Linked DNA regions of Macaca mulatta: region 2 is linked to region 1. A link is a contact called in public Hi-C data. All regions are on one chromosome and are shown on one strand. Each heading gives the region's core, a stretch centred on a gene start, on an enhancer-like site or on the middle of the called end of the contact. The rest is flanking DNA. Distances are from core to core; before and after follow the strand shown. Region 1 holds the start of GOLM2 (golgi membrane protein 2). Region 2 holds the start of CTDSPL2 (CTD small phosphatase like 2).

Evidence for each region. Hi-C and Micro-C count contacts between places; a contact is called where the count stands out from the background.
Region 2: a contact with region 1 is called in a Hi-C map of fetal cortex germinal zone, with 2.5 times the contacts expected there. The contact joins the promoter of CTDSPL2 here to the promoter of GOLM2 in region 1. A contact is called at or near these places in 2 of 14 Hi-C or Micro-C datasets (cortical neurons and fetal cortex germinal zone).

Annotation. Positions count from the first base shown.
Region 1 is chr7:21,682,405-21,690,241 of T2T-MMU8v2.0, forward strand. It overlaps GOLM2 (golgi membrane protein 2), which reads left to right and starts at 3,223. Exons shown (of 11, transcript XM_077939306.1): 1 at 3,223-3,858. The coding sequence starts at 3,532.
Region 2 is chr7:21,824,051-21,831,887 of T2T-MMU8v2.0, forward strand. It overlaps CTDSPL2 (CTD small phosphatase like 2), which reads left to right and starts at 3,120. Exons shown (of 13, transcript NM_001266809.1): 1 at 3,120-3,296.

The DNA of each region.
Region 1 (7,837 bases), core at 1,973-4,472:
TCTCAAAAAACAAAACAAAACAAAAAATACAAAAAATTAGCCGGGCATGGTGGCATGCGCCTGTAATCCCAGCTACTTGGGAGTCTGAGGCAGGAAAATTGCTTGAACCTAGGAGGCGGAGGTTGCAGTGAGATGAGATCATGCCACTGTACTCCAGCCTGGGTGAGAGTGAGACTCCGTCTCACCAAAAAAAAAAAAAAAAAAAAAAAAAAAGAAAGAAAGAAAGAAAGAAAAAACCCCATTATTTGTCTATGATTGGCTGGGCATGGTGGCTTATGCCTTAATCCCAGCACTTTGGGAGGCCCAGGCAGGAGGATCACCTGAACTCAGGAGTTCAAAATCAGCCCAGGCAACATGGCAAAACCCTGTCTGAACAAAAAAATACAAAAATTAGCTGGGCGTGGTGGTGTGCACCTGTAGTCCCAGCTACTTAGGGGACTGAGGCAGAAGGATCATTTGAACTGGGGAGGTCAAGACTGCAGTGAGCTGAGATCTGAGATTGAGCCACTGCACTCCAGACTGGTGACAGAGCAAGACCCCATCTTTTAAAAAACAAAATAAAACAAGAAAACCCACAAGAAACATTATTTATCTATGATTACACTGCCTTTACAGTTATATGATATTTATGTCTATACTTGATAACATATCCTAAAACACAGGAATGGACTTTTAAAAAATAAGTTTTAGAAGCTTTAGATCTACAGAAAAATTGTGAAAATAGTAGAGTTCCCATATATCCCACACCCAGTTTCCCCTACGTTAGTATGGTGCATTTGTCACAATTAATGAACCAGTAATATTATTATTAACTAACATGCATACTTTATTCAGATTTCCTTAGTTTTTACCTAATGTCCTTTTCATGTTCCAGGATCCCATCCAGGATACATTTAATCATCAAGTCTCCTTAAGCTTCTTTTGGCCATGAAAGATTTTCCAATTTTCCTTGTTTTTGATGACCTTGACAAGTTCGAGGAATACTGGTCAAGTATTTTTCAGAATGTCCTTCAACTGAGATTTGTCTGACGTTTTTCTCATGAGTAGACCAGGGTTATGAGTCTTTGTGAAGAAGACCACACAGAGTGCTACAATCATCATATTGTATCACCAATACATACTATCAACAGGACATCACTGTTGATGTTAACTTCCATTACCTGGTTTAAGGAATTGACTTTTACCTTAATTTGTTTAATGCCTAACTCAGAACTACCTATGGGAGGGCACTTAAACACTGTCTTAATATCTGGATTGTATTCACTAGGAGGAACACCTTGATGAGACAACCATCAAAATGGAAAAAAAAATCCTCTAGGGAAGAGTGGAAAGAGGACTGGTCATCTCTGCCATTTACTACATAAAAGACTTTCGGCAAGTAACCTCTGTATCTGTAAAATGGAATAATAGTTCCCAATAGTTCTACTAAACATCTATTGAGAAAATGTGTGTTTTGTACAATATTTATACTTTTAGATTTGCCTATGTAAAAATGAAAACACTCGTGGGAACAGTAAATATCAAGTAGTTAACATTACTTTATAGAACAATTTTCTTTCTTTTCAGACGGAGTCTTCTTACTCTGTTGCCCAAGACGGGGTGCAATGGCACGATCTCGGCTCACTGCAACCTCTGCCTCACCGACTCAAGTGATTCTCCTGCCTCAGCCTCCCGAGTAGCTGGGGCTACAGGCATGAGCCACCGCGCGCCTGGCCTAGAATAATTTTCGATTGCTGGTTGAGCAGAGCAAGGCCAATATGAGCTGAGGAAAGCAGAGATGGGAAGGCTCATTATAGTTAATGATTTCCCATTTTTGCTTTGCTTCCTTTTGCCAAAGTCTGCTTGTCATCTGAGAGTCGAGGGGATTTCTTAGATCTTATGAAGCCAGAGCTCATGTCTGGTGTGAACCAAGTATTAATAATTTTGGTATTGTTTTTCTGTACTGCATCTGAGAGAGTATTGTTCTTTGAAGATGCAATAATTCTTCTACGCTACTACGGGACTTAGGGAATTAATTTTTGAGGATAGGAAGCACAGAATAATTATTCAAAGATGACAAGTCTTCCTGCCTCAAAATCATCTCTCTCTCTGATTTGAATAAAAATACCAAGGTTTTTCCGTTCTTGAGGTTATATACTCATGGAAGTTCTTCAACCTGAGGTCTGAAAAATAAGGCAACCTCATCTTCTCCTTAAACAGGTTAGAGCCAGTAACTTTTTATTTTTCTATGCACGGACAAAAGAATTATACAGAAAAAACAAAAGAAGCGGGGGCTTTTTTTTTTTTTTTTTTTTTTTTTTTTTTTGCGTTACTGAAATTCACACTTAACATATAAACAGCCTGCTATATGCAGACAGCAATGGTGTTTAGAGCCCAATGATCTGGATTCACGCCTATTTAAAACCAGATATGAGAAAGTTCCCAAACATCTTTGTGTCTTGGATTCTTCAACTGTAGAGAAGATGAGACTAGGTGCGCAAAACAATTTGTTAGAGCTATTATTTCTAACCCAGAATGTGTTCGCTGTCAGTAACAGTGCATTAGTTACGATTCATCGAAGGCAGCTTCTGGACTTTCTGTTTGGAAGCCCAGCTGAGGCAAAAGCAGCGGTGCGTTTAAAAACTGGAGCTCGCCACATTCTGAAATTCTTTCGGTTCGCGAAAGCAGTAACCTTGGAAACGAGACTGGCACCACCCCTTTCAGTCCTAAAGCTTGGTTTCTCCCGCTTTTCTCCATTATGTTTAGGGCATCGCTATTTTACGGTCTTTTTGTTTTTTCTTTCCACATCATTAGCACAAAAGAGAAATTCCCCTTCTACAGAAGCAAGTACAAAACCTTTCTAGTTGCCCCTTTTTGGCTGCAGCTCACCTACTATTTTTTTCTATTCCGCGGTCGCAGCCCCAGACGTCCTCAAAGACAAATATTTTCGCGAGGGCCAGTGTAGGGCAGGAACTCCCTAGACCTTGAATCAAGGGAATCCAGTAGGTAAGAACAGAAAGGACTCCGACCCCGGAACCTGAGACATCTGAGACCGCTAACATTAACACAACAACCTACGTGACAGAGAAAAATCTCGCGAGAGAGGACTGCAGGGAGACGAGATGAAGCAACCTTCTCGCGACAAGAGGGGGTGTCGGCGGAAACTCGGAAATGGTCCCCTAGACGACTCGGCCCCAGCCAGTGGGTGGGGCCAGAGTAAATCCGCCCCCTTCCGGTTTTTTCCCCGCCTCCCAACCGTGAGGTGTTGGGTTCGGGTCGCGGGCAGCTGGGTTCTCTCGGTTCCCTCTGGCAGGTGCGGGGTCGAGTTCAAAGCCTCCGGAACGCGTTTTGGCCTGATTTGAGGAAGGGGGCGGGGAGGGACCTGCGGCTTGCGGCCCCGCCCCCTTCTCCGGCTTGCCGCCGACGGATAAACCCGCCTCCTCCCTCGGCCGGCCCTGGGGCCGTGTCCCCCGGGTAACTCCAGCCGAGGCCTAGGCTTCTGCCTGCAGGTGTCTGCGGCGAGGCCCCTAGGATACAGCCCGATTTGGCCCCATGGTGGGTTTCGGGGCCAACCGGCGGGCTGGCCGCCTGCCCTCTCTCGTGCTGGTGGTGCTACTGGTGGTGATCGTCGTCCTCGCCTTCAACTACTGGAGCATCTCCTCCCGCCACGTCCTGCTTCAGGAGGAGGTGGCCGAGCTGCAGGGCCAGGTCCAGCGCACCGAAGTGGCCCGCGGGCGGCTGGAAAAGCGCAATTCGGACCTCTTGCTATTGGTGGACACGCACAAGAAACAGATTGACCAGAAGGAGGCCGACTACGGCCGCCTCAGCAGCCGGCTGCAGGCCAGAGAGGGCCTGGGGAAGAGATGCGAGGATGACAAGGTAAGGACGACCCCTTTCTCTTCAACCCCCATAGTTTCTTTTTTCTCCGGGGTCTGGGGCGGGATGTTAATCCGCTAGCGGTTGTCTTATCCCTTCCAATATTGCAGTCCTGAAGGCTCCTTTCACCCCCAACAACCCTGTTTCTGTCAGACTTTTCCCGGTTTATCAGTGCCGTGTTCTCTGGTCCCTGCCAGACAAAAATGACTGTAAATTCTGGTTCTCAAGAGTGGGCTGTGTGCAGATGCTGCCTATTCTCTGAGCTCAGCTGGTGAGCTGTCAATAGTAATCATCTGGCCTATGTGGCCCCCTTAGCTTCAAAGACACACAAATCTGGCGACTGCCAGGTTTGGTGTGGTTATTGTCTCATTTTTATTCTGTGCACACTGAACAATATTAATTTCGTTATTTAAAGAACGAAGCTGCCTCTGACTCCTCTACCTTATGGTAGTCACCATGTATTTTTTCAGCTGTGTAACTTTTAAAATCTCTACAGGGTGATGTATTGAATAAATAGTGAGCTATGACTGCCTTTTTGTGATCAAAATGTTATGATAGATGGGCCCTCGAGCTATATGTGAGCCACACTTGTGTCTTGGACATAGTTGATCAATCATTATGTACTCAGTTGGAATTGTTAATGGAATTAGCCAAAAGATTAGAATCTAAAAATAAATTTTAAGCAATGGAATGTCATGTCAGTGTCTTCATTGAAAGAAAATAGAATGAAATTTTGTATAGCTAAGTAGCTATTAGGGTTGGTGTTTTATGCAGATGGAAAACTATACAAAGTTTTAAATATAAAAAGTTTAAAATTGAACTGTAATCATACTTGCTACTAAATAATCCTTGTTTTCATTAGCTCATTGGTAACTATATTAATAATTTATGACTTAGGCAACTTCTGTAGGTATAGTAGAGTTATGAAAATTTCTGGGCAGGATAGTAGATGCCTTTCTTTCTATACACTTCTTTGGTAATCTTCACATTTTTGTGTGTAAATGCCCATTATAATTACAAGTTTTACTTTGCATATGAAAATCACTTACGGGTAAGTCATTATAAACGCTCTGTGAGCTTCTAACATTCCTGTTGACAGCCCCTACCTTGCTTTCTTATTTCAGGAAGATTAAGGCCCTCAGCTAAGTGCCTCCCTATAACCCCCACCTCTTCACCATAATAACATAGACATGCTCTGATAGGGTCAAGGAATCAATAAATTTATATGCGCTACATGCTTAACTCTAAAGACTGAAAAACTCTTGGGCACAGTAGGTAGAAATCCATGAAAGGTTGCAGTATTAAAATAAGGTCTTCCTACTTAGAATGGTTAAGCATTACAATTCACATTCTTCTCTCTGGTCTCAAAGGAAAGTCTCTTGTAGTAATTAATACTCTTGATTCTATTCTTTCAGCCATTGGACTTTGTTTGTTTGTTTTGAGACGGAATTTTGTTCTTGTTGCCCAGGCAGGAGTGCAATGGCGTGATCTCAGCTCACTGCAACCTCTGCCTCCCAGGTTCAAGTGATTCTCCTGCCTCAGCCTCCTGAGTAGTTGAGATTATAGCCATGTGCTACCACATGTGACTAATTTTGTATTTTTAGTAGAGAAGGGGTTTCTCCATGTTGGTCAGGCTGGTCTTGAACTCCCAACCTCAAGTGATCTGCCCACCTCAGCCTCCCAAAGTGCTGGGATTACAGGCATGAGCCACCACGCCCGGCCTTTTTTTTTTTTTAAGAGATGAGTTAATGGGTGCAGCACACCAACATGGCACATGTATACATATGTAACAAACCTACACGTTGTGCACATGTACCCTAAAACTTAATGTATAATAAAGAGAAAAAAAAGAAAAAAAAAAGAGACAGGGTCTCACTGTGTTGCCCAGGCTTGAGAGCAGTAGCTCTTCACAGGCATGATGCACTACAGCATTGAACTCCTGAGCTCAAGTGATCTTCCTGCTTCAGCCTCTGAGTAGCTGGGACTGCAGTTGTGCACCACCTTGCCCAGCTCTACTGCACTGTCAGTCTCAGTTTGTTTCACTTTTTACCTTCAACAGGATGTGGGTGTCCCCTGTTCTAAGTAAAGAAAAAAAAATCTATATATTCCTTTCTTCCAATCAGCACATTTGTTTTTTCACTTTCGTTGCTAAAGTCAAATTATCGATGGTCTACAAATGTTCCATCTACCTCTTTTTTCATACCCATCCTAATCTTAAAAAGTCTGCCATCTTTCTTTCCTCTCCTTTTCTGCAACTGTTATCTTGAAGGTCACAAATGACGGTATTCCTAGTCAAAACCAAAGAACATTTTTATTCTTACTCTATTTGACCTCTCAGTCGTTTGGTCCTGTTGATTGTCTCTAGCTATTTGGAAACTATTTCCTTTCTTGCTTTTGTAATATTGGACTCTCCAGTTTTATCTTCTTCACTATATTCTTTGCTGGATTTATTTTTTCTTTCCAGTCACCTAGTAAGAGACTCTATTCTTGAGGCTTTGCTCTCCCCTGAGAGCAGTATTCTCCAAAGTAGTGTTAAACAGAATACTCTTCTTGTAATATTTCTTAGGGTGGTGAGGAGAAAAAAAAGAAAACCTCTTCTGGAGGGAAATGTTAGTGTATCCTCCTCTTGGAATTCATAATGTCTGCTGGAATATAAAAGCTCTGAGAAATCCATTAATAAAGAAGCCTATTCAATTTTGTTTAACTCAGTCTTGTTTAGTTTATTTGATCACAGGTTACTATTTTCATGGCTTACCTATTATGGTACAGAATAATATAGCAAAGCACACTAGTTTGGGAAATATTGCCCTGGGTATCTTAACTACTTTTAAGTGTTTGGCTAATATTTTATGCAGTTGGCTCGCAAGACTGTATCTCTTACTGAATGTCAGTTCTGTATATTTTTAAAAGTTTTTTCTTTTTTAGTTTTGTAGAGATAAGGTGTCGCTATGTTGCCCAGGCTGGTCTCAAGCTCCCTGCTCCAAGTGATCTTCTTGCCTTGGGCTCACCAAATGCTGGGATTCCAGGTGTGTGCCACAGCACTTGGTGTGCCACTTCTGTATTTTGAGCTGTCTGTAACAACTTTCTTGGGCTGCTTGTGAATGTCTGTTCTTGGGGTTAATGAGGACTCTCTGAGCTGCTTAGTAGAAAGGGTAGTCTTTTAAACTTGGTCTCTGTCTTTTAAACTTAACAGTTTTTCAGGGATTTTTTGTTGTCGTCGTTGTTCTTTGTTTGTTTGAGACAGGGTCTTGCTTTGTCACCCAGGTTGGAGAGCAGTGGTGCGATGATAGCTTACTACAGCCTCAAACTCCTGGGATCAAGCGATCCTCCCGCCTCTGCCTCCCAAGTAGCTGGGACTGTAGGTGCATTCCACCATGCTGGTCTAATTTTTAATTTTTTGGTAGACATGAGGGTCTCATTATGTTGCCCAGGCTGGTCTCCAATTCCTGGCCTCAACTGATCCTCCTGCCTTGGCTTTCTAAAGTGCTGGGATTATAGGTGTGAGTCACCATACCTGGCCACTTAACAGTTTTAGGTCTGGAAAATTATTGCAAAGATAGTACAGGGAGTTTCTATATACCCCACACCCAGTCTTCCCTATTATTAACACGTTACTTAAGTATGATGCATTTGTCACAATTAATGAACCAGTATTGATACCTTGTTATGAAAGTCCATACTTTATTCAGATTTCTTCAGTTTTCTCTTGCTGTCCTTCTTTAATTCCAGGGTCTCATCCAGGGTACTACGTTACATTTAGACGTTATGTCTCCTTAAGCTTCTTTTCAGTCTTTTCTTGTTTTTTAGACCTTTTCTTGTTTTTGATGATCTTGACAATTTTAAGGATTACTGATTAGGTGTTTTATAGAATGTCCCTCAATTGGGAATTGTCTGAGTCTTTTCTCAGGATTAGAATGCGGTTATGGGTTTTGGGACAAAGACCACAGAAGTAAAGTACTAGTCTCAACACATCACATCATGG
Region 2 (7,837 bases), core at 1,870-4,369, 140 kb after region 1:
TCAAATTTCAGTGTCTTCAACTGAAAGGCAGGGAACAAATACCACCTATTCTACCTACCTCATAGGGTTGTTAGGAGAATCAAAATGCACATAAAAGTGCTCTTTGGAAATAGCATATTTTACTTAAGTTTTAGGAACATGAAGGTTTGGAATAACGATTTCTTGGAAATTTTTCCCCCAGAAATATTTCTAATTTAAAAATTAATATTTCTGGCCGGGCGCGGTGGCTCAAGCCTGTAGTCCCAGCACTTTGGGAGGCCGAGACGGGCGGATCACGAGGTCAGGAGATCGAGACCATCCTGGCTAACACGGTGAAACCCCGTCTCTACTAAAAAAATACAAAAAACTAGCCGGGTGCGGTGGCAGGCGCCTGTAGTCCCAACTGCTCGGGAGGCTGAGGCAGGAGAATGGCGTAAACCCGGGAGGCGGAGCTCGCAGTGAGCTGAGATCCGGCCACTGCACTCCAGCCTGGGCGGTAGCTAGACTCCGTCTCAAAAAAAAAAAAAAAAATTAATATTTCTGATTTAAAAATAACTTTATTAGCCAGTCCTCAATACTGGGAGGCTGAGGTGGGAGGATCACTTGAGCCCAGGTGTTTAAGTATGCAGTGAGTTATGATCATGCCACTGCACTGAAGTCAGGGGTACAGAGGAAGTCCCTATCTCTTAACAAATAACAAAACAAAACTTTAGGGGCTGTGTGCAGTAGCTCAGGCCTGCAATCCCAGCACTTTGGGAGGCCAAGGCAGGAAGATGGCTTGAACCATGGATTTTGAGGATGCAATGAGCTTTAATTACTTCAGCCTGGGGAACAGAGTGAGACCCTGTCTCTAAAAATAAATAAATACATAAAATAAACTTTAGTAATAATGGGGTAACTGTTTAGTTGGTGTTCTACTGCTTTCCATGACACACTCTGGATAAACTATTTGTTGGATTCCGTTGAACTTTTCAGGAATCTATTTTTGTGTGTGTAGACTGTTACTATTAATAGTTCTGTGCTGTGTATCCCACGAGCTCCCAATAAATGTCACATTCTGAGCATTTTTGCACTAGGAAAATTTAGGGTGCAAATGAACTCTGACAGAAGAATCTGTAGTATACAAGGTTTTCAGAAGACAACCCACCTGCTCCATACTTTGGAATAGAAATGAGATTGTCAACAGTATGTTATCTCTGCTTACTTCTCAGCCTCTCTTGCCATCTTTCCCCTGCCCTCTCATCCTCTTTTCCTAGCACACAGAACTACTTCTGCAATGGCTCAACACAGTCTCATCTTTGGACTTTTCCATCTGTTGTTTCCTTTACCTAGACATTCTTCCCCTGCAACACCAACTCCTCCTTTATGTCTCAGACGTTACCTTAGGAAACCTTCCCAGACCCCTTCACTGGCACCCTCATGTGTTCTACAACGCCTATCATGCCACTCCTTGTATACGCTTAATCAGTTTTTAAATTCTGTTTACTTGGGTGTCTTTTTCTTTCTTTCTTTTTTTTTTTTTGAGACAGAGTCTCGCTCTGTCGCCCAGGCTGGAGTGCAGTGGTGCGATCTCGGCTCACTGCAAGCTCCACCTCCCGGGTTCACGCCATTCTCCTGCCTCAGCCTCCCGAGTAGCTGGGACTACAGGCGCCCGCCACCGCGCCCGGCTACTTTTTTGTATTTTTAGTAGAGACGGGGTTTCACCGTGGTCTCGATCTCCTGACCTCGTGATCCGCCCGCCTCGGCCTCCCAAAGTGCTGGGATTACAGGCGTGAGCCACCGCGCCCGGCCAGGGTGTCTTTTTCAATAGATTATGATCTTTGGCTGGGCGCGGTGGCTCACGCCTGTAATCCCAACACTTTGGGAGGCCGAGGCGGGCGGATCACGAGGTCAGGAGATCGAGACCATCTTGGCCAACATGATGAAACCCCGTCTCTACTAAAAATACAAAAATTAGCCGGGCGTGGTGGCGCGCGACTGTAATCCCAGCTACTCAGGGGGCTGAGGCAGGAGAATCGCTTGAACCCGGGAGGCGGAGGTTGCAGAGAGCCGAGATCGCGCCACCGCACTCCAGCTTGGGCGACAGAGTGAGACTCCGTCTCACAAAAAAACAAAAACAAAAACAAAAACAAAAACCCAAACAAACATGACCTTTGGGGAGGCAGGGTCCGTGTCTGCCTGGCTCACTGTTTCACACATCGCACCTAGTTACTTTTTCAATAAATATTTCTTGATCGAATAAGGAGAGTGGCTTGGAGTTTCAGTGAAAAATAATGTTCTTCCAACCATTAGCCTTGGTTTTCTGATACCCCACTAGAACTGGATTCTCCGGACTGATACATTTCACTCTGTGGAGCTGACCGTCCTTTGACCTACTTTCGCAGGTGGGAGCCCACTGGCCTGAAAGATCCGAGTTTTCAACCTGCAGAATTACCAACATAGGGTTGAGTCGAAAGGCGTGAATATTTATGATCCAAAAGCGACTGATACGCCCTCTAGGCAATGAGCAGGGAAGGGAACCTTTAGGGGCCACCGAAATCCCAGGAAAAGCGCCAGATTCGCTTTCTCCCAGCCTCGGGCAGCGCTCACTACAAACTACCTCCTTCAGCGCGCCAAGCCGTTAGTCCCGCCTTATCCCCTCGGCTCCACCTACCCAGCGCGCCCACAGTTACTAAACCCTTGCCGCCAGGGTGCACGACGCGTTCCTAAGCTCCGCCTCCGGGGCAAGGGCGCGCTCCCCCTCCCAGCTCGGCCCAAGCAGTTCCGTTAGGAGCGGGAGGAAAAACCGTCCTTCGGGTCCCCGCCTCTCCACTCCTAACGCTTTACTCCCTACTCCCCCTGCGACCACTACACAGCCGGCTACGGAGGCCCCTAACGTACAAATATCCCCCAAGCCCTTGCGTATCCTGATAGGTTTTGTCCTTTCTTACTCCACCCAGTCTTAAGGCCTTGTGTTCAATTTTTCTCCGGGATTCAGACTAGAGAGTTTCTTCCGGCGTAAGGAACTTCAACGCTCTTCACGGAAGTAAAAGTATTTTTTTCGTTGTTGTTGCCGTTGTGGCTGCCCGCATTCCTTCCCTCCCACCTCGCGGAATTGTGGCGGGAGGGGGAGGAGGTAGTCAGGGCGCCTGCGCGGAGAGGCCGCTTTCCATCCGGGTCCCTGTCCGTGCGGTGCAGCAGGTCGGTAGGCGGGAAATGGCGACTGGCTGAAGGAGCTGGTTCTGTTGCTGCTGCGGGGTAAGCGGGAAAGACACCACACATTGCGCAGTCGGGACCATCGCCGGAGCCTGAGGACACTTCTCTGTCGTCACAGTTAGGTAATCCCCTTCGTCCAGACGCTGCCGCTGCTTCCAATCTTAGTTCTCCTCCTCTTCCAGGGCCGTCTGCCGGGATCTCCTCCCCTTCTAAACCCGGTCCTCCAGCGGCTCTGGCGCCTTGGTAGGCATGCACTCTTTGGCGCCTCGTACGTCCACTGTGCGGAGCCGCTCCTTTCTGGACTTTCCCCTGGGAACAGAAAGGGAGCTCACTTCCCGCCAGCTTCACCTTTTAGGCTGCGGCCTGCGTTGTGATTTCTGGGGTTAGATTTCACTTTGCTACCCACCCCCACTCCGATCTCACGTTCCTGGTCCCCAACCTCTGGGTAATTAAGTTAGAAGTTTAGCTTTTCTAACCTTTTTGGCCCACCTGATGTTTTCGGCATTTCATTCTTTCGAGTAGGGTGCTTTTAGGGGGGCGTGCTCTTATCTCAGTTTTTATAAACACCTTTTCAGAATCTGGAAGAAGGGATTTGCGTAAGTTCTGTTTATCTTTTGTACTGTTAAAATCTCGAGTTGACATTGTTACTTTTTCAAATCGGGAGTGATTGTAAGGAACAGCCCATGTGGAAGGCCTCTGGTGTCCATAGTGGTCAGTTAAAGGGTGAACCTTATTATCCTTAATATTCTCTGCTTTCTTTGGATTTTAAATACCTGTATGGTTGTTAACTTTTGCATTCTTGACCAGAGTTCTGTGGTAAATAATTACATAAGTAAATCTTGTTTATTTCTCACCCTAGTGGTGGCTGGATGTGTGAATGATGTTAAACACTTCAGAGTACTTTAGGGAAACCTGAAGAGAGAAGAGCTCGTAAACTTACCTGAGATCCTGAAATGAAACGTACTCAGTAGGTGTTCCTCCGAGGCAGGGATTTATCTTCCTAATGCTGGTATCGCAGTACCAAGATTAATTTCTTACGTGGGTATGCGAATTAGTGACTTGAAATGATAGATTTATCTGTGTGATTTTCAGATTGTAGATTGCTTTGTCTCTCTATTCTTTGCCCAGTTTTAAATTTTCGTTTGTGGTCCATTTGTTATTCTTAGAAAAGGGAAATGGCGTGTTAAAGCTAGTTTTACTATATTTCTTTACTTTTTCTTTCCTTTTTTTAAATTACATTGCAGACCATTTATTCATAAAGAGAAGTAATAAGGAGGCTGATGGTATTTTCGGAATTTATTAATCATGTTGAATTTGGGGTCTTTGTTTTTTTGTTTTGTTTTGTTTTCACTAATCAAATTAAAATTTTAAAAACTGTTCACATTGCATATCAGTTGACGTTTATAACTCAAGTTTTCAACTCTGGATACGTCCAGTTTAGAGAATTTCACTATTGTTCGCACGATGTTGTGGTTAATTTTCAATATTAACAGGAACACACAAACATTATTATAGTCTTCATTTGGTAGACTTTGCCCAAGGTCATAAAGAAAGTCAAGGCAAAATGTAGCTCTTATGTGAAGGAGTTTTTTAGGATTGAGTTGAACTTAATACTCTCCTAGGACCAGTAGAATAGTGGAGGTACAGGCACGTTAACTACTTGCCAAGTCAATTTATTTTAAAAATGGAGCCAAATGTGCAACTTAAAGGGATCTTACATCGTTGGTCTAGTGTATAGGTTTTGTCTGTATTTTAATGACCTTTTTGGGTAGTTAATAGCCTTAATATTTTTAATAAAAGTTAGTTTACAGCTAGCTGAGTGAGCATTGTAGACTTTGTTTTCAAGAGTTCTCGTAAATTGTTTAGTACTGCATGCATTCAGTACTTGCACTCTTTTAATGCTTTTCTCAGAGTTGAAAGAATGTAAAAGCTGGCTGCGTGGGGTGGCTTACACCTGTAATCCCAGCACTCTGGGAGGCCAGGGCAGGCTGATCACAAGATGAGGAGTTCGAGAACAGCCTGGCCAACATAGTGAAACCCTGTCTCTATTAAAAATACAAAAATTAGCCGGGCATGGTGGTGCACACCTGTAGTCCCAGCTACTCGAGAGGCTGAGACAAGAGAATCGCTTGAACCCAGGAGATGGAGGTTGCAGTGAGCTGAAGACCGCCTTACTGTACTCCAGCCTGGTGACAGAGAGAGTCTCAAAAGAAAAGAATGTAAAAGCTGTAAATGATGTAGTCCTTAACCTTTGTGGGCTTGTAGCTGTATAGAAAATCTAAATAGGATTGCATAGGAATATCAGGGTTTGTATGTTTCACAAGATTCCATTCTACATAGTGTCTCTTGTGCATTTAACTTGAGCTGGTAATGTTACTGTTTTCCCACTGTTAAGAAATTAAGAATTGGGGAAGTCTTCCCTTTCCAGATTCATCTAGCTGATCTCAAGTTTGTGATTTCTGGCTAAGTGGTTTCTCATGAGATTATTATATGACAGAGTCCATCTAATTCTGGTTAAAGAAACTTGGACCTGTTTTTTGCCAAGGATGTACTAGATTCTAGATTTTTAACCATAGATTTTATTGTCAGTTGAGTAAAATGGCTTTTTTTTTAAAAAAAAATTTATTTTTTAGAGATGGGGGTCTGTCTCTGTGGCCCAGGTTGGAGTGCAGTGGTGTAATCATAGCTCACTGCAGCCATGACCCCCTGGGCCTATGCAGTCCTCCTGCTTCAGCCTCCCAAGTAGCTGGGACTGCAGGCACATGCCACCACACCTGGCTAATTTATTTATTTATTTATTTTTTGTAGAGATGGGGTCTCATTATGTTGTCCAGGCTGGTTCGCAACTCCTGGCTACGAGCAGTCCTCCTGCCTCAGCCTCCCAAAGTGCTGGGAAGACTGGTGCTTGCCACCAAGCCGACTCCAAAATGGTATTAATTTATCGTAGTCATAGGAGGCTATGCTTTAGATTAATGAGATAATGAATAAAATGATTTGCCAGAATTTGGAAAAAGCAATATCTAATTGTAATTTACCAAGTTGTGAAAGCCTAAAGTAGAAAAGACACTTTCAGTCACAAATATCAAGTGTGCTGAGAGGAGTTTATTTGTGGTGTGCTCTAAGTAATTTTTCTGGTTAAAAGTAGGCTAAAAAGTACCTGACTGTTTTAATTGGCTACAGGGGGTCATTTGCTACTTTTTTTTTTTTTTTCCGAGACGGAGTTTCACTCTTGTTGCCCAGGCTGGAGTAGAATGGTATGATCTTGGCTCACTGCAGACTCCACCTCCCGGGTTCAAGCAATTCTTCTGCCTCAGCCTCCTGAGTATCTGGGACTACATGCATGCGCCACCACACCTGGCTAATTTTTGTATTTTTGGTAGAGACGGGATTTCTGTATGTTGGCCAGGCTGGTCTTGAACTCCTGACCTCAGGTGGTCCACCCACCTCGGCCTCCCAAAGTGCTGGGATTACAGATGTGAGCCACGGCACCTGGCCGACTTTTTAAATTTTTTTAATTTTTTAATTTTTTTAATGGAGACGGAGTCTCGCTATGTTACTCAGACTGGTCTCAAACTCCTAGGCTCAAGTGATTCTCCCTCCTGAAGCCTCCCAAAGTGCTGGGCTTATAGGCATGAGCCACTGCACCCAGCTCATGATGAACTTGACAGATACGGAACCCATGTTAAAACCATTCAATTGCAGCTTTAGTTTTCACTTACTTGGCAGTTGCCAGGAGGCATATATCTAAGCCAGACATATATTCACTAGTATTTGTATGACTACATTAATTTTTTAATTTAAACTATATTAAATTGTAATTGGACCTGCATTACGACTAGGTGGACTAGGGCTGTGTGGTACAATTTGAGAATTGCCAGTGCCTAACTTTATTTATATGTCTCCAGTGTTTTTCTAAATGTCCTGTTTAAAAATCACAGATTCTCTGGAAGAGGAAACTTTACAAATTGTCTTTTGTTGACAATATTAGCACAGATTGACTATCAAATAAGCTTACTGATACCACACACAGGGTGAGGGTTCAGAGATAAGGGAACATAGGAGAGTTAAGGGTTTTTTTTTTTGAGACAGAGTTTTGCTCTTGTTGCCCAGCCTGGAGTACAGTGGTGCGATCTTAGCTCACTGCAACCTCTGCCTCCTGGGTCAAGCCATTCTCCTGCCTCAGCCTCCCAAGCAGCTGGAATTACAGGCACCTGCCACCACGGCCGGCTAACTTTGTATTTTTTTTTTCTTTAGTAGAGATGAGGTTTCACCATGTTGGTCAGGCTGGTGTCGAACTCCTGACCTCAAGTGATCCACCCACCTCAGCCTCCCAAAGTGCTGAGATTACAGGTGTGAGCCACCGCGCCTGGCCAGGAGAGTTAAGTTTTTATGCACTGGCTGTGATTAGAAGGGGTGTAGAATATAGGAGCACAGGCAGGGTGGGGATAGAATTATAGTGAGAAGCTTTGACTGCTTGGAATCCTTTGGGATCCTGACAGTAAGGAATGGTGAGACTAAGTGTGGCCCCAAGAAGAACTGTAAGACCTTAAAGACAAATATTTTAATGGAAGGTCACAATAGGCCAGTTGACTATACTAGGGACCATGTATTTTGTGATATTCATAGGTTCCTATGTTATTTTATGATTATTATTATTATTATT